Regions from separate parts of the Mus musculus genome. Here all the other regions are linked to region 1. Evidence: chromatin contacts called from public HiChIP or PLAC-seq and promoter capture Hi-C data. All regions are on one chromosome and are shown on one strand. Each heading gives the region's core, a stretch centred on a gene start, on an enhancer-like site or on the middle of the called end of the contact. The rest is flanking DNA. Distances are from core to core; before and after follow the strand shown. Region 1 holds the start of Apol7a (apolipoprotein L 7a). Region 2 holds the start of Apol8 (apolipoprotein L 8). Region 3 holds the start of Myh9 (myosin, heavy polypeptide 9, non-muscle). Region 4 has its middle 13 kb from the start of Gm35933. Region 5 holds the start of Mb (myoglobin).

Region 1 (5,783 bases), core at 2,356-4,855:
TGGTGCCTCCACTCAGTCTGTGAACCTCTCATTAGCGCAAGCATTTATGCTCTGATTAGATGGAGAAGCTCCCTCCCAACCTCCCAGCTCAGGGCTACTGAACTCCTAGACATTTATTAATCCAGTGCTGTTGAAACTTAGGATTAAAAACTGACCATTCCCATATTGAAGGCCCCATTTAAGACTGAAGAATGGCTCAGGCTGGAGACGGGTAGGCGGCCTCCTCAAGGACTGGGCCCCAGGCTCAGCTGATAGGAAGCCACCTTGAGAGGAGTAGAGCTGTCTGCCTGTAATTTGGCTCCCTCCTTCCCTCTTTCTCCTCCTGGCTGCCATTTTTCAGGCTGGGTATTGAGGAGGCGACTCCTGGGAATTTACAGAAGACAAAGCGAGGAAGGAGAGCCACTGTGACCTAGGACTGGGAAACTTTGTGCTCCCCTTGGGCTTCTCATCTGTATCTTTTTTTTGTGTGTGTGTGTGTGTGTGTGTGTGTGTGTGTTTTTGAGACAGGGTTTCTCTGTATAGCCCTGGCTGTCCTGGAACTCACTTTGTAGATCAGGCTGGCCTCGAACTCAGAAATCCGCCTGCCTCTGGCCTCCCAAGTGCTGGGATTAAAGGCGTGCGCCACCACAGGCTTCATCTGTATCTTTGACTCCCCAGCAGGCACTCAGCACACAGGCTCTGGCAGTCGTAGGTCATATGCAGGAGTTGGGCACAAGACCGCTTACCTGGGGTGTCCATGGCAGCTGCCAGGTCTAGGTGTCAGGCAGAGGACTTGACAGCTAGCTGTTCCTTACAGCTCACCAGGTGACCAGGCTACAGGAGAAAAAAGCAATTCCCACAGCTTAGTGATTAGGGACCCACAGTTCTCGCAAGGGTGGCTCCCAAGGAACAAAAGAACCTACAGTTTTCTGTTTCCCTGGGCTTTGTCTTATTATGAAGCCTCCCTTGGGCTAGTTCACTGGCCTGGAGGATTGAGACCAGGAGAATTGCCATGTAATGGGGCTGGAAGAGAAAGAGAGAATGGGCATGTTCTCAGAGAAAGAAGAGAAGGAGAAGAAGAGCTCTGTCACTGTTGTTTAATGAAGTTGATCTGTGGCTTCAGCCTCGCTGCCTTCTTCCCCAGTCAAGTCAGAGGACCCCTGTCCTGTTGGGGACACTGGAGAAGGCTTCAGTTTAGGACAAAGGACTGACTCTGCACACAAAAAGAGAGATGGAGAAGAATGTTTTAGTAGGCATCTGCAGGAGGAAACTGTGTATTTATTAATGGTTACTTTGTATATTCATTGTTGGGAAGAGATACCACGACCAGGACAAGGCTTTAAGCCTGCGTGATTGCGCACGCCTTTAATCCCGGCACTTGGGAGGCAGGTACAGGCGGATTTCTGAGTTCGAGGCCAGCCTGGTCTACAGAGTGAGTTCCAGGACAGCCAGGGCTACACAGAGAAACCCTGTTTTGAAAAACAAAACAAAACAAAACAAAACAACAAACAAACAAAAAGAAAGCATTTAACTGAGGCTTGCTTACAGCTTCAGAGGTTTAGTCCATTTATTGTCATGGCGGGGAACATGGCGGCCTGGAGGCAGACAGGGTGTTAGGGAAGTTGAGAGTTGCAATCCAGCTCCACAGGCAGCAGGAAGAGAGAGACACTGGACCTGGCCTGGGCTTTTGAAAGCTCAAAGCCCACCTCTAACGACAATCTCCACCAAGTCCACCCTTCCTAATTCCTCCCAAGTATCTCCACACCCTAATGACCAAGCATCAAATATATTAGCCCACGGTAGCCTTTCCTAGTCAAGCCACCATGCTTACCCTCAGTGATGCTCTGGGCTCCTTACTCTCAGGTAATGAAGTCCTTACATTTAGCTGACGTGAGTGACTATTCCGTGTTGACAGAGTGAGGCCTTGAACCTGGGACTTTCTAATCCATGTCCCACTTTCAGATGAGCAAGCTCCACTGTCTAAAAATACAGCACATTCCCTCCTGTTTGTATCACACGTGTGTGGTGTAGTGTGTGTGCTATAAACGGCTCTTCTGTATCCACAGCGCTGCCTTGTGCCAAGTACCAGGTTCTCAGCTTAGCAAATTCACTGGGGTCACCTGTGGCTTCCCAGGGACCACACCCTCCTTGCTTCTGTGATATCCTTGTCCCATCAGACCCTGGAGTCCTGCCTGGTCCCTGCCGGGCCGTGGGCTGCCCTGGACTCCTGCTTGTCTCCATGACTCCTGGACCTTATCATATGTAAATACTAATGCAGAGAATGTCCTCATTCCTGTCAGTGCCTGCATTTGAGATTAACCTTATGCTATTTGTATAAGTAGATAACTGGGTTAAAGGACGTTCACATCTAAACACAGGCCGTGTGTGAGAGTGTTCACTCCTTGTTCTCACCAGTGATCAGGTGATTTTGCAGAGGGGTGGACCTCATAAAAACAGAAACAGAAACTGCACTGAGATTGCCTTGGGAGCTAAGGAAGAAGGAAAGAAACTGCGGTTAGCAGTATAGGGAAAAGGCGCCAGCCCCTCCTCCTGGGACCTGACTAAACGGAGAATGAATGTACGTGTTGCTATGGTGAGAGCTGAAGACAGTGGTGACTCAGTCTCAGAACCACTCTCCACCCTTCTAACCCATAACTCCCTTTTCTTGCCAAAGCTCTCCAAGTGTCCATGTAGCCTCGTCTGGCCTCACACGCACTGTGTAGGTTGAGAGAATCTTGAACTCCTAATCTTAGGCCTGCACCACCCAAGTGCCAGGATAGCAGCCGTGTCCCCCGACCCCCACCCCCTCGCTCAAGCTTTCCCATACTCACATGAAGTCAAAAGATGATAGGAAGAGAATCTTTTAAGAAACGGAAGAACAGGTCAGAGTCTGAGACATGGCATGTGTTCTGAAGTCCCCTCCCCAAAGGGAAACCAAAGTCAGCTCCTGAGGCCCAGACTCCTGTTCAATGCTGCTAACAGGGACTTGGGACTTTAGGGGACAGGGGTGGAGTCATCTCATCAGTAAAAAAAAGAAAATCATATAAATACAAAGATGCACTTTAAAGCTCACCCAGTGGCCAAAGAATTTACATGTTGGGAAGATGTCTATTGATCCTGCTCTTGGGGCACATCTCTGCTGTAGCTGTCAGGTTGCAGGATGTGGAGTTTTATAGGACAGTCACAACACCCTGCCAGGCCTGTCGGATGCCCAGGTGGGGCCACACATCCATATCTCAAGCAGGCAGCAGAGTGAGCAGAGGAAACCTTGTGCAGGGGTCTGAGGCGAAGCTCAGACTAGCTCGCTTGTAAGGCCAGAGTGGGGTAGGGGGAACTGACCATCTGTCCTCATCAGGGTTCTCTAGAGCAACAGAGCTTACAGAAGGCGCCTCTCTCTGTATATAGAATCTCTGTATATAGAGTTAATATAGATTCATGAATTAGAATGACTCACAGACTCTGGTTTAGCTAGTCCAACAAAGGCTGTCTACGCATGGCAGGTTGGAGACTCCCGTAGCTGCTCAGTCCACAGGGCTGGATGTCTCAGCTGGTTTTTAGTACACTCTGGAATCCTAGTGCCATTGTAGAAACGGACTTGCTAGTGAGGTGCGGCAAGCCGGCAAGAGCAAAAGCTTCCTTCTTCCAGTCTTTATGTAAGCTTCCAGCAGGTGTGGCCCAGATTAGAGGCTGGCCTTACCTTCTCAGTTGGTCTGTCCTAACAGCCATCATAGCACCGAAACAGAGTCCACAGCACACATGGGTGCTGCGCCACCTAGAGGCAAAAACTGTTAGGACACAAAAACTTTTGGAAATGTGTGTAATGAACTTTGAAATACACAGCTGTATGGAGCTAAGTGTGATCGGGAACTGTGTGCGTGCCTGCGTATAGGTTCACTGTGTTAGCATGTTGTTTAAACTGGTTCAAGGAATACCGAATGGCTGAGAAGCACCTGAAAAAATGTTCAACATCCTTAATCATCAGGGAAATGCAAATCAAAACAACCCTGAGATTCCACCTCACACCAGTCAGAATGGCTAAGATCAAAAATTCAGGTGACAGCAGATGCTGGCGAGGATGTGAAGAAAGAGGAACACTCCTCCATTGTTGGTGGAATTGCAAGCTTGTACAACCACTCTGGAAATCAGTCTGGCGGTTCCTCAGAAAATTGGACATAGTACTACTGGAGGATCCCGAAATACCTCTCCTGGGCATATATCCAGAAGATGTTCCAACCGGTAAGAAGGACACATGCTCTTCTATGTTCATAGCAGCCTTATTTATAATAGCCAGAAGCTGGAAAGAACCCAGATGCCCCTCAACAGAGGAATGGATACAGAAAATGTGGTACATTTATACAATGGAATACTACTCAGCTATTAAAAAGAATAAATTTATGAAATTCCTAGGCAAATGGATGGACCTAGAGGGCATCATCCTGAGTGAGGTAACCCAATCACAAAGGAACTCACACAATATGTACTCACTGATAAGTGGATATTAGCCCAGAAACTTAGGATACCCAAGATATAAGATACAATTTGCTAAATGCATGAAACTCAAGAACAACGAAGACCAAAGTGTGGACACTTTGCCCCTTCTTAGAATTGGGAACAAAACACCCATGGAAGGAGTTACAGAGACAAAGTTTGGAGCTGTGACAAAAGGATGGACCATCTAGAGACTGCCATATCTGGGGATCCATCCCATAATCAGCTTCCAAACGCTGACACCATTGCATACACTAGCAAGATTTTGTTGAAAGGACCCATATATAGCTGTCTCTTCTGAGACTATGCCAGGGCCTAGCAAACACAGAAGTGGATGCTCACAGTCAGCTATTGGATGGATCACAGGGCCCCCAATGGAGGAGCTAGAGAAAGTACCCAAGGAGCTAAAGGGGTCTGCAACCCTATAGGTGGAACAACAATATGAACTAATCAGTACCCCCAGAGCTCTTGACTTTAGCTGCATATGTATCAGAAGATGGCCTAGTTGGCCATCAGTGGAAAGAGAGGCCCATTGGTCATGCAAACTTTATATGCCTCAGTACAGGGGAACGACAGGGCCAAGAAATGGGAGTGGGTGGGTTGGGGAGTGGGTGGGGGAGCGTGTGGGGGACTTTTGGGATAGCATTGGAAATGTAAATGAAATAAATACCCAATTAAAAAAAACAGATGTGAAAAAAAATTATTTCCACGATCTATACTCCAAGTCCTCCATAGTTGTGGGATCCAGAATGAGTGGCCTGGCTTCTTCCCTCTGGGCACCTCCAGGATCAGAGATGAGCTCAGGTTTCCTGGGACCTAGTTTCCCTTGGACTCTGGCATGCGTGTGACAGCTGAAGAGAGCAGACATCTCCTAGTGATGAGCAGGGCAGCCAGGCTGAACTTTATTTATCAGAGGGTAAAGGGATATTCCAAGAGGAAAATGACAGTACATAATGCCACAGCTCTGGTTTTGACTTTAAAGGGGAAAATGTTATTTTCCAGTAGTCCAAAGTTTCTAGAATATTCTTTTCTTGTACAGGCACATAGGTAGCACCTACCTGGACTATGCCTTTCTTTCTTTCTTTCTTTCTTTCTTTCTTTCTTTCTTTCTTTCTTTCTTTCTTTCTTTCTTTCTTTCTTTCTTTCTTTCTTTCTTTCTTTTCTTCCTTCCTTCTTCCTTCCTTGTTTTTTTTTTTTTTTTTAGATTTAGTTATTTACTATACATAGGTACACTGTAGCTGTTTTCACAGACCAGAGAAGGGCACCAATTCTCATTACAGATGCTTGTGAGCCACCATGTGGTTGCTGGAATTTGA
Region 2 (5,069 bases), core at 1,423-3,922, 360 kb after region 1:
TCACTGAGAGACGCCAGCACACTCACAAAGCACAGTTCCGCGTGTATCCATGGAGATGCTTTGGAGAACGCCACCCGTGTGAACAAGGGCACTGGGTGAGGAAGACACGGGGGGTGGGGAGAGGAACGAGGGTGCACCATCTGCAGGAAGGGGAAGAGAAACCAGGAAAAGGGGAGGAAGACTTTAACTGTGGGTGACCTGGACAACTCAGCTTCCGCCACAAAGGCCTCCCAGGCTCCATCTTCGGTCAGCAGCAGCCTCAGGTCTTCCCTGCCCGATGTGTGCTGCAGGTACTCAGCGGCTTCCTCAATGAAGGTTCTGTCTCCTGGATGGAAAGGAGAGTAAGGCAGGAGGATGGACCGGAGGAGCTTGAGTAACACCAAGCTAGAGTCAGCTTCCCAGGATGCCCTGGTCCCACCTAAGGAGGCGGGGTAGGGAGGAGGTGAGTCCGGGCTGTACTCCCCGAGGATAGAGCCAGGAATAGACACCCACCCCTGGAGAGCTGGTGTTGGGAGAATACCTATAGTCTCCCTTGAGTCTCCCCTTCTCTGTCCTCAATTTCTCTGCATGAGAAATGCAGAGAAGTGCAGTATGGAAGTCTGAGCCACAAGCAAGAAGACGCCAGGGGAGTACAAGTAACTACCTGGGGCATCCTCGCAGTCTGAAGGGTCCATGGTGTCAAGTGTGGGGGTCTCTGGTCCATCCAAGCTGCAAGAAGAAGACAAACTGTGCAACAAAGGGGGAATCACTACAGAGAAGGCAAACACCTAAGGGCTGTAGCCCACTGTTCCCTCCACAGTCTCTGCCACAGACCAGACGCTATCCAGAGTGTTTCTCTTCCCTGGACTCTGCAGAAACCTGGTAGCATCTGGTTCTAACTGTCCACCCCAAATCTCCCACTCCAGCCAAGGTGAAGGTGCCCTGTCCCACTGGAATCAGCTGATGGTGCGCTTGTAGGAAATAATTGACTTTGTATACAGAAGGCAAGAAGAGGAGGGATGCTCTGGCAGCCCTCTGAGGGTAGGAACACATGGGAACTGAGGGTGAGAGCTGGTGGTGACTGTCTGGGACACGCAGGGCTCCTTAGGCATCCACCACACGGTGACCCCATCTCAATGTAGAGGGAAGACCACGAGGCTAGCTAGCATCCCCAGTCTTCATACCAGCACGTGAACTCTGGCTATTCTGAGCCATGTCCCTCCCCCGCCCCTTGACTAAGCCTGGGTCCCTTAAACTCTAGCAGGCTATCCTCCTGTCCGTGTGCAGCTTCCCATCCACAGCAATGCCTGTGCCCTTCAGGGTACAAGTTCACCACTGCCCAGGGCTCGCTTTCTCTCTCTCTTTCTCTCTCTCTCTCTCTCTCTCTCTCTCTCTCTCTCTCTCTCTCTCTCTCTCTTTCTCTCTCTCTCTCTCTCCTTGCTTCTGCAGGGTCCTGAATCTAACCAGGGCTTAGAATCCTGCCACTTCCTGCCTTTGTTTCAGTACTTGCTCTGGGCTGCCCATCTGCCATCGCTAACCATGGAACCTCACGTCATAGCCAATCCTTTATGTAGACAGTAGTGCAAAGGACATTCTCCTTTAATAGAACTTTGTCTGCCTTTCAGATTACCTCTTCAAGATCTGTCTAGAGGTCTGGCAAAATGGTACAGTAGGTAAGGGTGCTTGTGGCTAAGGCTGATGGGCAGAGTTCAATCCCAGACCCTCATAATGGAAAGACAGAGCTCACTCCTGCAAGTTGTCCTCTGCCTTACACACACACACACACACACACACACACACACACACATTTGAAAAATAAGTCTAGGCTGCTGTGGTGGCACATGTCTTTATGCCAGCACTCTGGAAGCAGAGGCAAGTGGATCTCTGTAAATTTAAAGCCAGCCTGGTCAACAGATCAAATTCCTGGCCAGCCAGGGCTACACAGTGACACTCTATTTCTAAAAAATAAAAACAAAACAAATAAAAGAAAAAGAAAAAAGAAAAATACAAAAAAAAAAACCTTAAAATAACTAACTTACTTTGTAGGCAGAAAGCTAAAAGTAGTTCTGTCCCACTGGGATGGTGTGTGTGAGGGCACAGTAAGAATTGTTTCTGGTGGTATTTTCCAGGCACACAAAGGCCTGGCAGAAACAGCAAGAGGCCTGCAAATGTCCCCCAGTTCACCAGATGAGATGAAGTGGCCTTTACACGTGTGTCTGTCCCTTTTCTGTCTTCACTGTCATTTTTTATACTGCCCAGCTCTGCATGCACACAAGGTACACTGAGAAAAGTTTGGTCCAGCAACCCATTATAGGGTTAACTACCACAGGGTTAATTTAACCAAGACTTGCCTGGCTCCCCTCACCTCTATGGAGCTCTGTCAAGGCACCTACCACCTGCAAGAGCAACAAAGGGGAGCATGTCTCAATATCTTCTCAGATGGTTCATTAATATTCTTTCCTTTCATAAGCAGATAAAATCTTCTCCATTTTGTTATTGTTGTCATACTTGTGACTACTCACTCCCCACCCCCAGGCAAAGACGTTCATAGGCAAGGAAAAGTCCCCAGTCTCCATTCTTTGGCCCCTCAGGAAAGCCTTGCACTGACCTGGTCCTGTGCTGCAGCTGGGTGCTGATGTGGGCATGGTAGACCTCTTGATGGGGGCTGTGACTCAGTTTACAGAAAGGCTGTTCTGGGAAGGACTGCCCTGCCCTGCCCAGGCCTGCCCTGCCCTGCCCTGCCCTGCCCTGCCCTGCCCTGCCCTGCTCCTGGCTGGCTGTGCAGCCCTGATAGGAGCCCTCTTCTTCCCAGCTGGAACCCGAGCAGAGTTGCGCAAAGCAACCCTCCAACCCCATCCCTTCTGATGGTTTCAGGGCATCCTCAGAGCAGGGAGGGAGGGAGGGAGGGAGGGAGGGAGGGAGGGAGGGAAGACACCTTGCTCCTTCTAAGGGGTCCTTGATGATCTCTCAGGGTCAAGTTGAATCCCCTTTAGTCAGCACTCCAGGCCTCAAGCCCACTGCAGTCTCCCCCCTCCCAACCAGCCCCTGCTTCTATCATACATACACCTTCAAGTCTATCCTGCCTCAGTGACCATGACACCTCCGTGTCTTTGCTGTGGCTGACCCTGTAGTGAGACTTTCCCACTCCACAATGGGACACTCCTGTTCTTTCTGCCCCTTCATCTTCCCACAGTGGCTGTGGCACCTGGCTCCCACTGTAGAGACTCTAACCCCACCCCACAGGTGGGCAGTGGCCTTGGGGGGGTCAACAGCACAGGTGATGTATCCATCGGTTGAAAACACAGGTTCCTGGTGGGCAGAGTGGAGACCCATGCTGGCCCATTTACTCTGAGACTGAAGCACTAAGTGGGACCTTAAAAGGCCACATTGGTGGCACAAACCTAGAATCTCAGCACTCAGGAAGAAGCTTAGATGAAAAGATGATAGGTTTAGAGCCAGACCTGGCTATATGGGGAGACTAGAATTTCTACGGAATTAGCCTGTGCGTTTCTGCACACTCAGAGTCTCTCTCTCTCACACCCAATGGTCTACTCAGTGATCTTAGGATTGCAGAGCTGGTATTGCTCTGGGGATGGTGTTTGGCAATGTGCCCCTCTTAGTCCCCACACCTTGTGTCCTTGCCTATCCAGACACCCAGGACAGCTCCTGCTTTCTGCCTTCATCCCTCACATACTGATAACAGGAGTCAGGGGAGATGTGAGCCTGTGATCCAGCTGACTAGTCTGCCCTTGGCAAATCACCCCACTACTGACTGGGCCCTCAGTTTCCTCGCCCCCCATAGGCCCTGAAACAGAGTGATGCCCAAAAGGACAATTGGATGAGAGCTTTTGGGCTGTCCACATCTTTAGGAGCCAGATTTAGTCCCTGTCAGACAACCAGGGAGGCAGAGCCAAGATTCAAACTAAGATAAACATTCTGACATGTGGCACTCATAATCCCCCTTTTTGCTTCTGGTAATTTTGGGATCATTTTTTTTCTATAATTTCCCTTCCATCAAGTTTTCACACACACACACCCCTTACCTGGTACCAATACCAGGATTGATATTAATATTAACTCAACAGCCAAACAAAAGTACTTCAAGGTGCAGAACCAGGTAAATTCCCCTATGAGCCAGAGAGCAGTAACGGAGACCTTCTAATCAGAGCATGGAATAGACCAGAACATGGTCTCTCCAACAGTCTTGGATGGAACCCCCTGGATAGGACTCACTTGGCAGGTTAGGGCATAGAGATCTTGAACCCTAGAAACTCCTCAGCATCTGAAAATCTGCTACTCAATAGCTCAGCTTGACTGGTGGCATCCGAAGCAAGTGTCCCAGGATGTCCTGCTTGACATCTCAGCCTAATCTTTGGCAACGACGGCCACGGGGATCCTAACGCAAAGGAAACAACCCTGAAACTGGGGAGCAAGTCAGGCAGGGTACAGCACCATCTAGTGGATGGTGGAGGGATCAGCAGCCAAAGCATCGGGCCACCATGATCACTCCCATCCCAGCACTCACTGGTGCAGACAAGCTACGTTTTAAATGCTTGTCTGGATGCTACACTGGCTGTCCCAAGACAGGCACCCTCCTCTCGGAGAATGCAGAAGGGGACAGGGACCTGCCAACTGAGCACTGGGCACGGGGCTTCTAATGTACTTAAATGGTCACCCCAGACTAACCTGTCAGGACTGCAAAACACGGGAGAAAAAAAAAACATCTCCCTCATTGATAGCACTGCATGACAGCCTGGGAGTGAGAAGGGCGACCACTGCTCCCAGCCACCACAGCCTGGCCACCAGCCTCATTCAGAGAACTGTCCTGTCTTTGCTCAGATGGGATGTCATGTCTCCAAATGTGATGTGTCAGCTTCGGGATTTAGAATGAATGTAAAAATGACAGGATCTAAATCACAATTATTGGACTTTTGCAATGACACACAAGTAGCACTGCCCTCGGCTTGATGCACATATAATGGTCAGGAGCATCAGACACACCGGCTGGGTGAACACAGCAGCTCTGGGATTCTGATTTCAGACAGGCAAGTTAGCAACCCAAGAGGCTGGAGTTTGCCTCCAGACTGTCT
Region 3 (5,802 bases), core at 2,858-5,357, 440 kb after region 1:
TATGCGCCCCTTGTTAGAAATGGAAAAAAAACACTGAGTTTGGAACCAAGGAAGGAGTCTACCCCCCACCCTCACACAGTCACCTAGGGAGGCAACACTGGTAGAAATCTATGTTTACAACAATAAGAAACATGTAGACAGCCGCTGCGTATCAGGCCTTGTGCACTGACCGCTCTTCTGGTTCTTGCAGCCAGCTCTGCAGAGTAGACCCAACTGATTCCCATGTTCCAGATGGGAAAACTAAGGCTCCGGGTGTTATATAAAGTGTGTAATGTCACAAAGCTGGTGGGAGAGTTAAGATTTCAACTCTGCCCAGCACCACAGTTTACGTTCCTTCCCTAACCGACTCTTCCCAACTTTAAAAATGAGATTCTGGAGCCAACTCGGTGGATTAAAGGCCCTTGCCACCAAGTCTGAGTTGTATCCCAAGGGCCCATATGCTGGGAGAGAGCCAATTCCCTTAAGTTAGACTCTGACTTTATTTGCTTCTTTATTGAGAGTTTATTAGGAAAAAAAAAAAAAAAAAGAGCTCTATGAGCCCGTTGCCTAGGCAGCCAGGGCAGTGTTCTGCTGTCACCACAGGACCTGACCCAGGCAGGGGCTCAGAGCACCAGGGGTTAAGGCTGAGAGAGCAACACAAAAGGAAAATGTACTTCCTGCCCTTGTGGCAGAGATGCTGTTTTATGCTCAGTAAATTAGGACGTTTGTTTAATGAAGAGAACACACAGATTCTGTTATTCTAAATATTTCTGGAACATGATGCTTAGAGGAAGCTGTCAAGGCAAGGGGTTTTTTGTTTTGTTTTGTTTTTTTGGGTTTTTTGGTTTTTGGTTTTTTTCTTCCTGGCTTTAGCTTTCTCCCCCCTCCAAAAGAAGGAAAACAACAGCTAAACCCCTCCTCTCCTTTTGAAATAAAGATGTCAAGCTGGTAGGGGCTGTCTTAAGTACTTTATTGAAGGATTAGTGAGAAGAGGAAGTGAGAGGGGAAACTCCAGCCAACCCCGTTTCTACCAGACTAGGGACAAAGCTGCATTTCCTAGTGGGCTTCTCTTCCTTTCAAGGGCTAAGAGATCCTTGTTTTGTTTTGTTTTGTTTTCTAGAGCAAAACCAGGCAAAAGGCAGGCTGTGATTAACATGCACCCTTCCTTCCACAAGAGCGTAGTTGCCTCATCTCCAAACCCTTTGGTTAAAAAGTTCAAAAAACTTAAAAAATAATAAAATAGAAAAACAAGAAAACCAGGCCTTTCTTTCCTCTCCCCTCTCCTGCCCTTCAGACCAGCAGCCCCACTGTGAGTCCCTGACTCTCTCCCCCCTCTTCTCCTGCCCTTCAGACCAGCAGCCCCAGCCTGGTCTACAAAGTTCCAGGACAGCCAGGGCTATACAGAGAAACCCTGTCTCAAAAAAAAAACAAAAAACAAAAAACAGACCAGCGGCCCCATTATGAGTCCCTTACTCTCTGCTTCCCTTCCCCACCCAGGGCTAGATGATACTTCCCAACCCAAGTTGCTAATGCTAGTTTGAGGGGAACCTGGCTCTGCCCACCTCCCCGGCCGTCTAAAACCTGCTGAGTGCAGTAGGAGCAAAGCTCTGGGGTGTCACCCACACAGCAAGCACACTGCCTCTCAAACTACACTCAGCAATCCCTCGATGCTTTTAACTACTCCCCAATTATCCACTAAATGACTCCCCACTTTCCTTCACCACGCGTTTGCCTCGGTTTGCCAAGCCTGAAATGTCTTCCTTCCTCATGGTGGTTTCCCTGCTTGCCCTGGACAGCAGTGGCCCCCTGAGCCTAGGAATTCCTTGAGTCCTTTGTCTGTGGCTAGTTTGGGACACAGCACAAGCTGTCTTTGTATCTTAGTCTACCACTCCACTCTTTAATGCCTTCAAATTTCCCCAGAACACAAGTCTCTTCAGGAGGCCAGCAGGCTCTCCCAGGGTAGCCCAATGCCTCACAGTACCTTTCTGGGGTTCCTGATATCTCCCCTTCACACTAGTCACTGGTTTGTCTCAGAGTGCCGGTGAGCAGGGGCCAGGTCTTACTCAATTCACACCCACCCCACCCCGCCCCCACACACACCACCTGGCAAAGTCCCTGGCAGAAGCCCGGTTAAATATTTGCTCAATTACACATCTATAGGCCCTTCCCCCCTACCCCCACCTATAACAACCTGGTATATAAATTGACTGATATTGAGTGATTGTCTACACGGGGCTTCAAGCAAATTGCCTCCTTAATAGAAAGGGAGGGAGGCCTCCAGGTGAAGTTATCAGCTTGGACTCTAGACAGTGGAGTCAGAAATGGCTACAATGTTTCTGTGAACAAGTTACCTTTTATTTATTTATTTATTTATTTATTTATTTATTTTTGCTGTTTCAAAAAGCTTTATTTTCACTTGGTCAAGGCTTAGGAGGGGCTCCGGGGCGGGTTACAGATCTGCCTAGTGGCTTGAGAGTTCTAGATGGAGGTCCTGAGATTGACTGGCTGGCATACAGCAGAGGAGGGAGTCCTTTGGGAGGCAGAAACCTCCTAAGTCGTGCTTGAGAGTGAGCCACTCTTAGAGATACTTGGGCCAGTCTGCGTTGGCTAAAAAATACGGAACTCAATGCATTTGCGTGTCATCCTTACGCAGAGGCCATGCTAATCTGTATCGTTCCAATTTTGGTATAGGTGCTGCTGTAGGAAGCACGCAAGTTACTTTGAAATCTTGCTAATCCAGAAAACCGCTCAGAGAACTGAGAACTCGATGGACCTCCCTGTAGCCCAGCCGAGGCAGCCTCCGGGTCTCCAAGACCTGGGACTTCCCAGGGACCTTTTCCCTAACACCGCTGGGTGGGGCCTTAGGCACCCGCCCGAGCCCACCCAGCCTTCAGTTTCACTACAGCCCGCAAGCAAGTCATAGAGGGTACTTGACTCAGTTTGCCTGGGAGAGATGGGGACCCGGAGGAGCGGGGTGCAGCTCCTGCCTTAGGCGTGGCTCCAGAACAGGATGAGGTGAAGACCCTAGTGCAAGGAAGTGGGGGATGTCTTCAAAACTCCGCCTCTCATCAAACATAAAAGATGCGGCTGCCCGGCCTGGTCTTAAAGTCAGGGCCAGCTCCCAGAGACTGGCCCGGGCGTGGCGTCCCAAGGTGCGGTGGAAATCAGGTGCACGCCTGCCCGGGCGACGGGGCAGCTGCCGGCAGACCCAGGCCTTCTGACCTCGGGCAATAGAAATCCAAGGTTGAATGAGGTCAGACGGGGGGGTTCTTTTCCTGCGCCCTGAGCCCCTCGGCAGCTGGGACCCCTTTTCCCACGCACTCTGAGTACCTCTCCCCGCCCCCTCCCGGCCCAAGGGCTGACGGACAAATGAGGAAGTCCGCAGCGGACGGCGGAAACCGTGCCGGGCGCAATGTCTGCGGCGGGACCGACCGATCCTGACTCAGGAGGACGCCCTGACAGCTGCCAAGCGGTCCTCGCCTGCCCGTTACCTCCCTTTGCCAAACTTACAAAGGAGCTGCTGCCCCGTGCCCACGAACGCATCCGGCCGGCTCGGCCGAGATCTCCGGGACTGCTGCGTCCCGGAAGGGGTTAAAAAGTTTGCCGGAGCTGGCCGTCGGGGAGGCGGGAGTGCAGAGGCGACAGGAGCAGGCCGAGCTCCCAGTGCCCCGACCGGGAAGGGCATCCTGTAGGGCCGGGGACTGCGTCCCCCGGTTCCCTAACCCCGAGGCCTCGCTGCCTATCACCCCTCGGGTGAGGATGCGGAGTCCGGTCGCACCCGACCGCGCTGAAACCCGCCACGCGGAGGCCGAGAACCACAGGGCCGTCCGCCCCAAAGGACTCGAGTCTTGTCGCCGCGCGCGCGCGCTCGGCAGCTCCGGGGCGGGACATACCGGCAAAGCTCGCTCACCTGAACCTGGGTCTGCCCGGGGAACAGGCGCTGGTTCTTCCGAGTGGACTTTCTCGAGCGCTCGGGCGGCGCGGCGGGGTGGGGCGAACGCGAGACTGGAAGCTGCAGCAGGTCAGGTTCTTGAGCCTTCCGTGCCCTGCCCAGGAACCGCGGTGATCTGCGCGCCTCACCGCACCCAGCTCTGGTGCGCGCCGCCCTCCCTGCCCCGCCCTTCCAAGAGGAGGGCGGGTCTACAGCTCGCCGCCGGCTCGTGGGTGGAGCTTCCAAGAGTCCCCGCCCTCTCCCCACACTGCCCAATCCAACAGGAGTCTGGCCTAAACTGACAGATTTTCGGCCTATAAACAGACAAGAGATGGAAGCCGGAGTGCTGAGATTCATCCTCCCCATCTGTCCCCACCTCCGCCCACCCCACCTTCCACCCGCGCTTCCTAGGCGGGAGCCACGCCTTGTTGGGCGGGTCCAATGGACAGCCAGGTTACAGGACCAGGATTGACGCGGATTTCATCCAATCAGAAGCAAGCGGCTCAGGCGCGCTGGGCTCCTGGTCCCGGCTCTGGTGTGCAGCTTGGGCCGCGCCGGGGCCGGAGGGAGCGTACTGGGGAGGTCTGAGGCTCTGACACTCCGCCCAGCGAACCGTGTTTTCCCTTCGTCCTGTCCTACCAGGAGAACAGATATTAAGTACCATATATGGGAAAAGTGGTATTTTACATAATTATGATGGCTGTGGGGGCGGTCATGGCTTCAACCCTGCATTCCGTGTGGGCGTCCTGAGTTCGATTTTGGAGCCTGCTCGCGGCTGTCCTCCAACCTCTGAACCTTTGCTCTGGCTAGTACCTCTGCCTGGAATGCAGTCTAAGCCACTCTTAACCTTTGAATAATTAACTCACACACATCTCAGATATTTGTCACTAAATTATTTTAAGGGTAGATTTCATTTGTTTTATTTTGGTTACTAACCACGAGAGGATTTTTTTTTTCATTTAAAAAAATGTACTTTGCCATTAATCTATCAGGAATTTGTCCACGCATTATTTTCTGCCCAAATTGTCCGTTTCCGAGTTGTGTCCATTGATCTATGTGGTCGATCCTGCAGCACGTCAATGCTTTCAAATGGCTTTATGAAGGCAAATTTCTCGTCATTGCTCTTAACTGTTGGAATGTTCTTGCTAACACAGTTAAAATGATCCTTCCATATAAACTTCAGGGAAAACTTACATTCTGAAGCCAAAAAGCAGCTAAAGAAAGAAAGAGATTTTGCAGCCCAGATGACCAGTGATTGCTACCCACATTACAGCAAAGACTGCTTCCCAGTTGATAAGAAAAATTTAAAAAATTTTTAAAAGGCTGAACCATCCAGGGGTTGTGGGTGGTATACCAGAACTCAAGAGGTCTGAGGTAGGAGGGGGAGTTCAAGACTAGCCTGAACTACACAGACAAGCAGTTCAAAGGTGTGAAATATATAAAGCCAATAATTACTTTTAAAACTAATCATCAAGAGACTGGAGATGTACGGGCAGTGGTGGCCCATGCCTTTAACCCCAGCACTCGGGAGGCAGAGGCAGGCAGATTTCTGAGTTCGGTCTGCAGAGTGAGTTCCAGGACAGCTAGAGCTACACAGAGAAACCCTGTCTCGGAAAAAAAAAAAAAAAAAAAAAAGCCCAGCATTGTTAGAGCCGGTGAGGAGGTGGAGCTCATCAGGTGCTGACAGGAATACGCATGCGCTTCTCCAACCACTTTGGGAAAGTGGCTCCACTAGGCCTGTAGCACACACCTGTGATTTCAGCGCTGCAGAGGGAGGCGCAGGAGGAGCTACTCTTGGCTACATAATGAGTTTAGGGCCAGTCCCCGCTAAGCACGCCTGTCCTTGGCTCTATTTACTAAAGCTTGATAGAGACCTCAAGAGTTCCACTCCG
Region 4 (5,825 bases), core at 920-3,419, 420 kb before region 1:
ATATACATATACACACACAAAATATGCACATATAAACACATAGAGATACAAATATACACATGTGTACATATATGTTTATTCTGTGTACATGTATATATGTGTATGTGTGCATATTTGTATTTGTGTCCATGTACATATTTATGTGTGTATATATGAATGTTTATGTGTTTGTACATGTGTATACTTAGGCATGTGTGTACATATATATAGTTATATATGTACATGTGTATGTTTATATGTTTATGTGTGTATATGTGAATATTTATGCATGCATACATGGTATATATTTTTGCCTGTGCATGTGTATATTTGTTTCTGTTTGTACATGTATATTTATGTTTGTGTTTGTACAGATATATATTTTATGGTTTTTTGTTTATTGTTTTTATTTTATATGCATTGGTGATTTGACTGCATGTATATCCATATGAGGGTGTCTGATGTGGTTGCTGGGAATTGAACCCAGGGCCTCTGGAAGAGCAGTCAGTGCTCTTAACCTCTGAGCCATCTCTCCAACCCCTCAACTGTTTCTTTTAGAGGATTTCTGGATTTGGGAAAAGTGATACAGCTTGTCATGTGGTCTTGCCCTTATTGCTGGGGGACTCATTTAGCCATAAAAGGACAGCTCTACAGGCTTTGAGGACAGTGATAAAGACACACACCCTTAAGCACCATGCCTGTAACCTGAGGGCAAATTCTATCATAGACCCAGCCCAGAGTCAGATAGAGACGCCCATCAACACCCAAGGAAGCATGGTAGAGGGTAGTCTGATGTGGCTAAGGGAAGCCATCTTATCTTAGCGTTATGCGTGCCTGCCTGGTCACTCTGCCCTATCCACCCTCAATAGTCACACTCACCTCGGTGAGGGCCCTTGGATGGTCCATAACATTGACCATGGTCTAAACACAATATGTGGTGTCTGGAAGATGTTGCTGCACCTTGCAAAGATGTTACTAGGCCACTCCAAATCCCTCACTAATGTAATAACTCCCTAAGCACTGATGTAATTGTGGTTGTCTTTAAAAATGCTGTACCCCTGAGCTTGGAGACCAAAAGTTCTCATATCAGAGGGGTGAGCCCACTCTTGGTCTGGCCATTAAAAAGGACTCAGAACTTTTTTTGTTTGTTTGTTTGTTTGTTTTCGAGACAGGGTTTCTCTGTGTAGCCCTGGCTGTCCTGGAACTCACTTTGTAGACCAGGCTGGCCTTGAACTCAGAAATCTGCCTGCCTCTGCCTCCCAAGTGCTGGGATTAAAGGCGTGCGCCACCACGCCCGGCTTGACTCAGAACTTTTATTGACTTAATCCGAATGACTGCCAGTAAGTCTCTAGCGTGGAAGTAACTATCATTTCATTTGGAGGCCCCTGTTGAGCTCCCCCATGCTCTGTGGGACTCAGCCTAGCTCACACCTTCCTGGCCATGGAGAGGCTACAGGGTGGGGGGTGCCCCCTGACAGACATTCCAAGGCTCCTCTTCTCTGGAGAGGTCTGGCTGGAGTGACTGCTGTGTGTCTAACACTCCTCAGAGGTGAGTCTGGTTCTGGCTTTTGGTTCTGGCTGAGGAGGATAAACCCCCTCAGGGAGCCTTCTGGATAAAAGGGATAGCCCCCGACGGGGAGTCTTCTGGATAAGGGGATAAGCCAAGAAAATCTGCTTTGGGAAGAAATTTTCTGATCAATTTCTTCCCAGTCCTTCCCACTGAGTTGGGACCCCAGTAGTGGAGACGTGCGTTATGATTCCGCCTCTCAGGAGAGATATGGTTTCGGTTCTGCTTGAATGGATGGATGGATGGCCAACTGTGTGAATGATTAAATGCCTGACAAGCAAGTTTAGCCTAGGGAGTTAGTTGTTGATTTGATTTCTTGATTCTGTTGCTTGTGGACATTGACTCTGACATTCTGCTAGTTTTTCAGGATTCTGCCAGTAGGTGTCGCCCTCTCTATGCTGTTACTAGTTCGTATCCAGTGTCCCACCCCCCATCCCCACCCCCACCCCCTTCCCGGGCTAGAAATGTCTTCTTTTTTCTCAAAGATTGGAAATTTCCAGGTCCTGGAGCCACAGCCCCTACCCCTCCCGCGGCGCCTCTCGGGCCCGGGGATCGACAATGGAGGGTGGTTCTGGAGCCGCGGTCGGGCCCGAGCCCGGACCTGTTTCACATGGCAAAGTCCCCGGGACTTGAAGAGGCTGTGCTCACTTGGGCCCCGGCCCAGTCCCATCCCGGATGCGGAACTCCTGGTCCTGCAGGGAGGACGGAAGATCTGCAGAAGGGCTTGGGGGGGGGGGGGGGCGGCTGGGGGAGGGAGAGGTGGTGTACACGCCCTGCTCTGGTTCTGGCGGGTAGGCTCCTTGTCGCCAGCCTCCGCCACCTGTCCTGCTGCCTTCAGAGGCCAAGGAACCTTCTACTGGTCTCCCTTCCCTTTGTCTACAACCTATCTACTCCACTTCTTGCAGATTCTTCCTTCTCCCGCTCAACCTCAGACTCCTCCATGAAGTCCCACCGCACCCTGCCCACCTCCGCACCCCACCCCTACTTCACTGGCTTCTCCTGGATCTAAACTCTTTGTTTCCTTAACACCACCCCCACCCTCGGCTCCGTGGCTATTACTGGTCACGTGGCGTATCTGGTTTCCCCAACTTCTTGCACTTCCTTCACCATCTTTAGTTTTCCTCTTGAGAGCCCTCCATGCCCTGGATTCAGGTTCCAGCCTCTGTTTTTTGTCACTGGAGGCACCGCCTCATCATGATTTAGAGGAAGGGCACCGCCTTTTCCTAGTCTGCTTCAGATCCCTATAACTAGAAGACTCAGATCCGAATACTCCATTTTAACTAAGTCCCAAGCCCTAACTGCCCTCCTGCAATCTGTCGTCCAGACCTGGCAACTCCTGTGTGTTGGGGATGTTTGGAGCAGAGACTTCTAAGCCTCAGTCACTGGTTTGAATGCTTTTAAAGTAGCTTTTCCATCCAAGCATCGTGACTCGGACCCCGTACAGCACGTACACAAGTTCCCAGGCCTTGGACACTTTTCACGGGTATCTAATGACTAGAATTCAGGTGCAGCTCAAAAAACTGCCTTAAGTCTTAACTGTTTAAGACTACCGAGGTTCTTTGGGGTCCAGAGGAGTCTTTTGGGGGCATTTCTCATGATTCAAAGAAACTTTCAGAATTTATACTCCCTTTTCCCCCCTAGGGAAAACCCTAGGCTGTTAAATTTGGCTTTTGTCCCTCGGTCAGCTTCGGATATCCGAAAAATCTCCAAAAGCGAAAGGGTTTTACAGGGCTGGATACCTGTCGGTTCATCAAGGTGGCCCCAAAGTCTGCAATAACTGAGCACGGAAAGGCAGAGGTGAAGCTGTCTTGGTGGCTGGTGAGCCACAAAAGAGACAGGCAAAGGTTATAGGTTATGCTGGCTGCTTTCCTGTCAACTCACTTTGTGTGTCTTACTGGTCAGACTGCTCATGGCCAATGGAGAAAGCCTCAAAAACAAACAAACAAACAAAAAACAAAAACAAAAACAAATGACTAGTTACCAATAAAAGATGCCAGTCTGGGGAGCCATGGACACCATTAAGGACAATCACCTCATGCCAGCGTGGACAGTCAGCCTGGGTCATAAGCAGGTCTTCTGTAGTGGCCCCAGACTGCCCTTCCACCAATCTTTGAAAACCAGGGACCACTGTAAGAAGGATCCAAATGGAAACCATTTTGAATACAACTTCCATTTTGAACAGAGATGAAATAAAATGTAAGTTCCTAAGACCTCCCTGGGTAACTTGCTTGGCTAAGAAAGACATGTGTGTGGGTAACTAACGTCCTGGTTGGCAAGGTAAGCCGTGAATGTTAAGCAAGTTACCCTAAACCAACCAGCGGCATGAGTCTGTTCTTCGGCCCCGATCAATCAGAGCCAGCCGGAGTACAATAGATTTTTGTAATCTGCTTAAACACTACGGCAAATGTTCTTAGATGTAGTCAGGCTCCTGAGTCTGTGATGTTGTCCCTAATTGGTCAGTTTTTGCTGCCTAATTAAGATAAAGAACTTGCTTTGCTGGCCTCTTGTGACTGCTTGTGCTGTTTTGGGTTTTTGTACCCAACACCACCGCCATCTTTACTCCTCAAGAAACTAAACTTTCCTTTGCACCTACTGCCAACTCAGTTTAACTGTCCGTCTGTCTGAAGAACATCTTCTAGCTCCCCCAGACTCCACAGCAGACACAAAGCCAGACCCAGCAGCCCTGCTCCAGGACTTGCAGCACATCACCCACCAGTGTCCTGGGGTATGGGTTGAGAATCTCCAGGCTTGGCAGCACATCACCCACCAGTTGTAAGTCTCTTGGCTATAGCTACCCCTGTAAAGGGTCTGGCAATATCCCATGAACCAAAAGGCTGGAAATTGCTCCCTATATCAAGCGGCTGTTAGACACTAACAGTCTCACCTCTTGCTAGTTGTCTTGGAATTTGCCTTTCCTGCCTGTCCATAAATCAGGGACCTCAGATTATATCAGCCAGTCCAGGCTCTCTGAGAGGTAAATAAGTAGACTTGAACTATTCTTCCTATTGTTCCAAATCTATATTCTTCGCTCAGCCTCCTCCCACTAGACCTCCAGGTCTATACAATCCTGGGCCTTAAGGATCCTTTCTCTATCCTGTGGTGCCAATGTGCCAGCCATATTCACCTTCCATTGGACTGATTCAATGTCCAAAGAGACCAGCCAGCGAATCTGAACATGACTACCTCCCGGGGCTCAAGAATTCCCCTACACTCTTTGGGAAGCATTACAAAAGAAGTAACAAGATTCAGGGTGTCACGCCCTAATCCAAAGCTGCTCCAGTATGTAGATGATCTATTGGCTGCAGCTGCCACCGCCATCTGTTTGAAAGATACAAAAGATTTGCTCCAGCTGCTCCAGACATTGAGATGTCCAGACTCCGGAAGTTCAGGGGGGTTGGGGGAGGTTCAGCTCTGCCAAATGGAAGTCTCCTGTCTGGGATACAAAGCTTGCTCAAGGCAATAAACAAACAAACAAACAAACAAACAAACAAACAAACCTACCTCTCTGCTCTATGGGAAAGGAAGCAATCCTACAGATCTCCACTCCCTAAACCAAGAAGCAGGTAGGAGAATTCTTGGCGGGTTGGGTGGGATATTGCAGGCTCTGGTTTTCTGTGTTTGCTAAAAAAAGCCCAGCCCCTTTATTCTGGCCCTATAGGAGACCAGCCTTTAAAGTGAACTGAAACAGAGAAAAAAAGGAAAAAAGTTTTCAGGAAACTAAATGGAGCCCTGACGCATGCCCCATCTTGACCCAGATATAATTAAACCATCCTACCTTTTCATCCAGACCCTGGGACCAGGGCAGAGGTCTGTAGCTTATCTATCCAAGCGTTGGGACCCAGTGTTCTCTGTTTGGCCATCCTGTCTGCATGGCACAGTCTGCTATATTAGATAGGGAAGCTAAAAAGCTCATTGTGGACCAGGACCTGACTTTAACAGTTCCCTATGCTGTGAGAATCCTCCTAAGAGGAGCAAATGGCTGGTGGATGTCAAATGCCCAAACCACTCAGCACCATAGTCTGCTGCTTGGTCAGCTCTGTCTCACTTTTGCTGTAGCACAGAATCTCCTCCCTGCAACACTGATGCCCAATGACATCCCTGAGGTCCCCTGCCATGACGGTGAGGACATACTGGACACTTCTCAGGCCAGCTGTCCAGATCTCCAGGACATTTCCAGACCTGAGGCAGAAGCCGGTCTCTTTATGGATGGAAGCAGTCATCAATGGAGTTAGGAAGGCCTGAGCAGCCTTAACTATTCAATGGGCCACCGTACAGGCACA
Region 5 (5,638 bases), core at 1,954-4,453, 380 kb before region 1:
CATGAAGATTGGCTGGGCCTGTCCCCGGTCCTGGTTGTATTACAGAATCACCCCAGGAGCCTATCCAGAGTTGTGTGCGTCACTGACAGCTTGTCTCTGGCACTTTGTCCAGGGTCCCTGTGCTCCTGACTATTATTATCTATCGACAATGACCCTTGAGTTCCTGCTGACAGACGGGAGGCCTGACACCCACAGGTGAGCCCAAGGTCACCAGGCTGGATGGGGCCAGAAGAGGGACTCAAGGCTGTAGGCTTTAGAGATACTACACTGTGGTTCTGGGTTGGTCTCCAGGGTCCTGTGGGATGCCAGAACAGACACTCGGCCTTTCTTCGTCTTAATCACTGAGTGTAAACCAAACTGATTTCCCAACCTCTAGAAGGATTACCCTACCCTCACCTTTGCCCAGCACTGGGCAGAACAGCATTAGGCTTGCTCACATTATAGGAGGAGAGGTACAGGTTTACAGGCTCCACACAGTCACTTGCTCCCTGAACCCTGAGTTCCACAGATGGAGTCCCGGGAGAGGTCCAGAGCCCGTATCCTGGATTCCCCTGAGCACAACTGATTCGGTCCCTGTTGAAGAGACCAAGGATAGTTTCCCAGGGTTCCTTTCTTCATCATGTTGCCAGGACACCAGGCAAAGCATATACAGTCTGTCTGGTCAGGGAAAGGAAGATAAGCCTCTCTGCTTGTCTTCTAAACAGTTGCCCAATCAGACTCCATCTTAGAAGCACACGGGGTGGTAGATAGAAGGGTCACCAAGAGCATGGGCTACAGCCAAGTGGCCTGAGTTTGAATCCTATCCACAGTCGTATTAGCTGTGTGATTTGGGTCAAGTTGCTAAACCTCTCTGTCAGCTGTGATACGTGAGTTCATACTTAAGTTCATTAAGGTGATCCAACACAGGGCTTGCTCTGTGAGACTTCCTCCCCTTCCTCTCCACCTTCACCTCCATTATCACCACCGGGAGCCTTTTTTTAGGGGCGGATCATCACTGGCACAGGCTGTTTGTGACTCTCTGAGGCAGTTCTCATTGTGTGAAAGGTTGCTGTCAATACCAGTCATTTCCAAACCTTCACAGCTCCAAAATCCTTTCCCCAGCAAAAATGTCATCATGAGGGTTGGGAAGGTGGTTCAGTAAGAACATCTGCTGCTCTCCCAGAGGATCTGAGTTCACTTCCCAGCAACCTCACAACAGCTCACAACTGTCTGTAACTCCAGTTCCAGAGGATCCAATGCCCTCCTCTGGCTCCTGGGTATTGCATGCATATGATGCACATCCAGATATGTGGACAAAACACTCACAAAGTAAATTAAGTACATCCTTTTTTTAAAAAAAATGCAGGTATAAATAAACCAGAAACTATCTGACCATGAAGTGGTGAGAGAACAGCCCCTACCACCTGGAGTGCAAAGATCTTTTGCTTGCTCCTCGTTCTAGAATTCTGTGCTTACCAGCTCAGACCTCAGAGTTCTGCTAAGGTACTTGCAGAAATGACCTTGCTGAGGTCAGCGGGTGAGGCTGGGGTCGGTGTCTGGGACTGGCTGGGAGCCTAGTGCCATGGGACACTTGCTACCCTGAGAGTTGGCATGCCACCCTGGAAGACCACTTCCCTGTGCCCCCAGTGGAGAGGGCTGGAGCAGCTGGTGTGGCGCCATGACCCAAGCCTGAGACATGATAGGGTGTTAGACCCTTGGGCCTCCCAGGGTCAGCAGCCTTGGCATTGTGCCCCACCTGGCACCAGGTTCTGGCAGGCCTCAATTACTCCCCTGGGAAGGGAAGAGTATCTCTCTAATGGCACAATACTCTGAGTCTCCTTCAAGCCCCAAGTCACTGCCCAGGCCCTGGCAGCCTTGGAGGCTTGCAAGACTCCGTCCTACCAGTCTTGCCCTCAATAATCTGCTGTCCACAACAAAAAGAGAGTACGGGCTCCAAATCTCAGGGCACGAGAGTGGACAGGTGGTCTCAGCTCATGACAAACAGTCCAAAGCAGAAATAGGGCCCAGAGAGGAGAGACAACTTGTCCAAGGTCACATAGGAAACCTGTGGCCTAGGAATTTATGCTAATTTGGAGTGGGAGTTAGTCCAGTTAGATGGCTTGTAGGCCCAGCACTTAAGGATTGGGGGGAGAAAGACAGGCAGGAAGAAGCTGAGAGACCAAGGTGTTCCAGAAGCTGGTGAGCCTCCTTCCAGCTCAGCTACCTAAAGGGCTCTGGCCTTAGATGACCTTGCTCCCAAGCAGAGGGGTTAGAAACAGACTAAGGGAGTATGCAAGAATGTGAAGATCAGGAGGGGAACTCACCCTAGATCATAAATAGCAAGGAATTCATTTCCAGACTACAGCTTCACAGACAGTGCAGGGGCTGCTAGCAACAGAGCAATCTCCTCCCCAGAGCCAAGAATTATCAATCATGCATATCCCATCAGGCTTCTGAGGCAACCAAGCCCAGGACCCCGGGAAGAGTTCCAGCCTCTGGGTGAGCAGTGAGGCCCTGTGTATGAGCCTCGCCACCCCTCCACCCCTACCCCCTTGCCCAGGCTCAGAATCTGCAATTTTTCTGGGCATGTCTAGGAATCCTTTGCAGCCGAAGGCAACCACATTACCCAAGCTTTCAGTCCACACTAGTAGACGAGATCTATCACTGCCCTCATTATTCTGACTCTCTGCCGTAATAGGATTCATCTGGTGGACTGTTTGATGCTCAAGCTTGCTTTGGTTGCTGACGTCAGCGGAGATGGATAGATCCCCCTTTTTATTTCTCTACTCCAGTCTCCAGCACTTAGAAGCAAGTGAAATCTGACCTCATCATTGCAGCCAACTGGTCTACCCTGCCAGCTTCCACCTTGTCGCCATATGGTGAACCTTGGCAAACAGGTATTGAGATAAGGGTCTCTTCCTCTTACCCGATGAGGACTTCCTGTCCATGGCCAGCAAGGTCGGCCTCCACCTTCCCCCAGACATTCAGCACCAGCTGCCACTCCCCATCACTGAGCCCCATGGTGGCTTCTAAAGAGGACAAAAGGAGAGAGTGTGGGCTGGCTGTCAGCTGAGATTTGAGGCCACCTGGTCCTGAAGGGCTTTTATACCTTCCCAGATGCTAGTCTGGCCAGGATCACTGGGTGCCACATGCCCTTCCTGCTACCGTGCTCAACCCTCCAGGGGTCTAATCTCTGCCTTTCTCTGGCCCTCACATGGGCAGCTATTTTGGGGCAAGTGCCATTGTGGGAGCTAGGACAGCTTGGGGCAGTAGGGGGTGGGGAGGGGGAAGCAGCCAGGTCACTGTCTGGACTTGCACAAGCCCACAGAAAGGGCACCGAAGCCACTGCCAGCAGCTGAAACCCAATTCTCCCCCTGTCTGCTGCCCCACAGGGACTTGTCATGTTTCTAAGCTTGGGCACAGGCATCTTGCTGACCCCTAGAAGTCTCCTCCTCTCACTTTCTGACTGCTTTTGTTTATTTAATACGTGTGTGTGTGCATGTACATGTACGAGAGAGAGAGAGAGAGAGAGAGAGAGAGAGAGAGAGAGAGAGAGAGAGAAAGAGAGTGCGCTACAGCATGTTTGTAAAGGTCAGAAGACAACTTTCAGGCATTGATTCTTTCCTTTCAAAAAGACCCAGGAATCTTACTCAGATCCTCAGCCGTGGTGACAAGTCTTCATACCCACTAAGCCATCTTGCCACCCTCTTCTTACTTTGCTGATGCCCTAAGCCCAGCTGAAAGTGGTACAAAGGAGCCACAACAGGTCTGTGCTTGTGGCTGAACCAACCAAGACAAGTCTCTGACTTGAAGAATGCCCAGCTCTGAGCTTGCTCCTGGCTTTCTCTGCAAGGTTGTGCTCCCATGCTCCATGAAACCCTCAGCTCCTCCCATTCCTTGTGATCTCCTACCCCACCACTTCCCTTGGTGCAGCATGTGGCACTTCCAGCAGGGTGATGGCAGCCAATACTCCCGGACTCTGCCAGGCACAGACCCTCTTCTCTTTGCCATGTTCTTTTTTTTTTTTTTTTGGTTATTTTTTTGTTGTTTTGTTTTTGTTTCTGTTTTGTTTTGTTTGTTTTGTTTTGTTTTTTCGAGACAGGGTTTCTCTGTGTAGCCCTGGCTGTCCTGGAACTCACTTTGTAGACCAGGCTGGCCTCGAACTCAGAAATCCACCTGCCTCTGCCTCTGCCTCCCAAGTGCTGGGATTAAAGGCGTGCGCCACCACGCCCGGCGCCATGTTCTCGAAATTCCCTGAGAAGTCCTTAGGGTAAACACTGACATGGTCCCCAGGATGATAACACATAACACAGATGGCGTTTGACTCTAGTGAGTCTGGACTCATAGTTCATGCTCTTGAAAACCTCATTTGGGGGCTACAGAGATGGTTCAGTGGGTAAAGGCAGCGGCCTCCAAATCCAAAGGCCCGAGTTTCATCCTCAAGACCCACGTGGTGGAAGAAGAAAGCTGATTCCTGAAAGTTGTCATCCTCTGAATTCCATGAGTGTGTGTGTGTGTGTGTGTGTGTGTGTGTGTGTGCACGCGCGCGTGTGCATATAAAAATAAATTTTAAAATATTTTGTATCTTGTGAGGGATAATAGGGTCTGCTTCATTCATAGTATATCTTTTGAGCTCCACACAGGGCTCTGTACCTAATTTGAGCTGAAGAAATAATGTTGATAAAAGGTAGGTAGCTTTATAAGAAAGAGAATGGACTGAGTTTCCATCTATCTGTCCACTCTACCCATCCTTCACTTGTCCATTAGCCAGTCAGCCGGCGGTCAGCTGTTATCCATCAATCCATCTATGCATTTATTCCCATCCACCAATTATTACCTATCAATCAATCCATTCATCATCCATCTATTTGTCATCCTTCATCCATCATTCATCCATCTACCCATAGTTTACCCATTATTTATCATCCATCCACCCACTCTCCATTCTTCATCCATGGTCCACCCATCAATTATTCTTTCTCTATCATCATCTCTCATCCCTTCACGCTCCCTCTCTATCCATCTACCCATCCATCACTTACCTACCCCCCAGCCAACAGTCACAGAGTGCACAAAGTATGACAGCCACTCTGTCACACGCTGAAACAACACATTAAGGACATCCTGTGGCCAAGAATCTTGTAGCACTCCCCTGGAGGGTGCTCAGTGCTGGGACGGTCGTCACATAGATACTTCTGTGTGTTCAGGACAGTCCAGATTTTGTCTTGTCTAACTGTGTGGCCCTGACTGGCTTGGGATTTGCTGTATAGCCCAGGCTGGCATCAAACACAGCAATTTGCCTGCAATTGTCTCCTGAATGCTTGGACTAAAGACATGTGAGACCACACCCAGTGGCTTGTCAGGTTTTAAAGTGTCTCCCTGGCAAGATCCCATCCAACTACCAAGTGAGGAAGGGGGTACCATCCCACTTATAATGTAGCTCAGAAAGAACAGGTCACTTGTGTCTGACTATGTTGGGTCTACTCTGGGTGTGTCAGCAGAGACTAGCCATCCTTCATGACTCTTCAAAGCAGTGGCTCTCAACCTGTGGGTTGTAATCCCTTTGGGGGTTGAACAACCCTTTCACAGGGGCCGAGTACCAGATACCCTGCATATCAGAAATTGACATTACGATTCCTAACAGTAGCAAAGTCACAGT

What was found. HiChIP or PLAC-seq counts read pairs in DNA pulled down with a chosen protein or histone mark. Capture Hi-C pulls out chosen DNA fragments and counts their contacts.
Region 2: a contact with region 1 is called in a promoter capture Hi-C map of adipose tissue. The contact joins the promoter of Apol8 here to the promoter of Apol7a in region 1. A contact is called at or near these places in 6 of 39 promoter capture datasets (the 3T3-L1 cell line, 3T3-L1-derived adipocytes, embryonic stem cells and 1 more), 2 of 484 Hi-C or Micro-C datasets (liver and round spermatid), 1 of 115 datasets of contacts at active chromatin or transcription factors (pancreatic cancer cells) and 3 of 9 other capture datasets (adipose tissue, liver and pancreatic islet).
Region 3: a FOXA1 HiChIP or PLAC-seq map of pancreatic cancer cells shows a contact between it and region 1. The contact joins the promoter of Myh9 here to the promoter of Apol7a in region 1.
Region 4: a contact with region 1 is called in an H3K27ac HiChIP or PLAC-seq map of embryonic stem cells, with 7 times the contacts expected there. The contact joins the enhancer-like site here to the promoter of Apol7a in region 1. A contact is called at or near these places in 1 of 39 promoter capture datasets (embryonic stem cells), 1 of 15 datasets of contacts at CTCF or cohesin (embryonic stem cells), 4 of 115 datasets of contacts at active chromatin or transcription factors (bone marrow-derived macrophages, embryonic basal ganglia, embryonic stem cells and 1 more) and 1 of 9 other capture datasets (adipose tissue).
Region 5: a contact with region 1 is called in a promoter capture Hi-C map of adipose tissue. The contact joins the promoter of Mb here to the promoter of Apol7a in region 1. A contact is called at or near these places in 2 of 115 datasets of contacts at active chromatin or transcription factors (embryonic stem cells and extraembryonic endoderm stem cells) and 3 of 9 other capture datasets (adipose tissue, liver and macrophages).

Annotation. Positions count from the first base shown.
Region 1 is chr15:77,395,505-77,401,287 of GRCm38.p6, forward strand. Apol7a (apolipoprotein L 7a) reads right to left here and starts at 3,606. Exons shown (of 5, transcript NM_001164640.1): 1 at 3,434-3,606; 2 at 726-813. The coding sequence starts at 738.
Region 2 is chr15:77,752,601-77,757,669 of GRCm38.p6, forward strand. It overlaps Apol8 (apolipoprotein L 8), which reads right to left and starts at 2,673. Exons shown (of 4, transcript NM_001081970.2): 1 at 2,588-2,673; 2 at 644-708; 3 at 199-325. The coding sequence starts at 674.
Region 3 is chr15:77,838,068-77,843,869 of GRCm38.p6, forward strand. Myh9 (myosin, heavy polypeptide 9, non-muscle) reads right to left here and starts at 4,108. Exons shown (of 41, transcript NM_022410.3): 1 at 3,890-4,108. It also overlaps the pseudogene Gm22107.
Region 4 is chr15:76,971,967-76,977,791 of GRCm38.p6, forward strand. No RefSeq gene overlaps it. Among named protein-coding and RNA genes, the nearest start is that of Gm35933, 13 kb to the right of the region's middle. Within about 2 kb of position 2,170, at least 164 of the 459 cell types and tissues checked have an H3K27ac peak or open chromatin away from gene starts, as enhancers often do. A contact at or near this core is called in adipose tissue, embryonic stem cells and pancreatic cancer cells, where this site is marked.
Region 5 is chr15:77,019,584-77,025,221 of GRCm38.p6, forward strand. It overlaps Mb (myoglobin), which reads right to left and starts at 3,204. Exons shown (of 3, transcript NM_001164047.1): 1 at 2,906-3,204. The coding sequence starts at 3,000.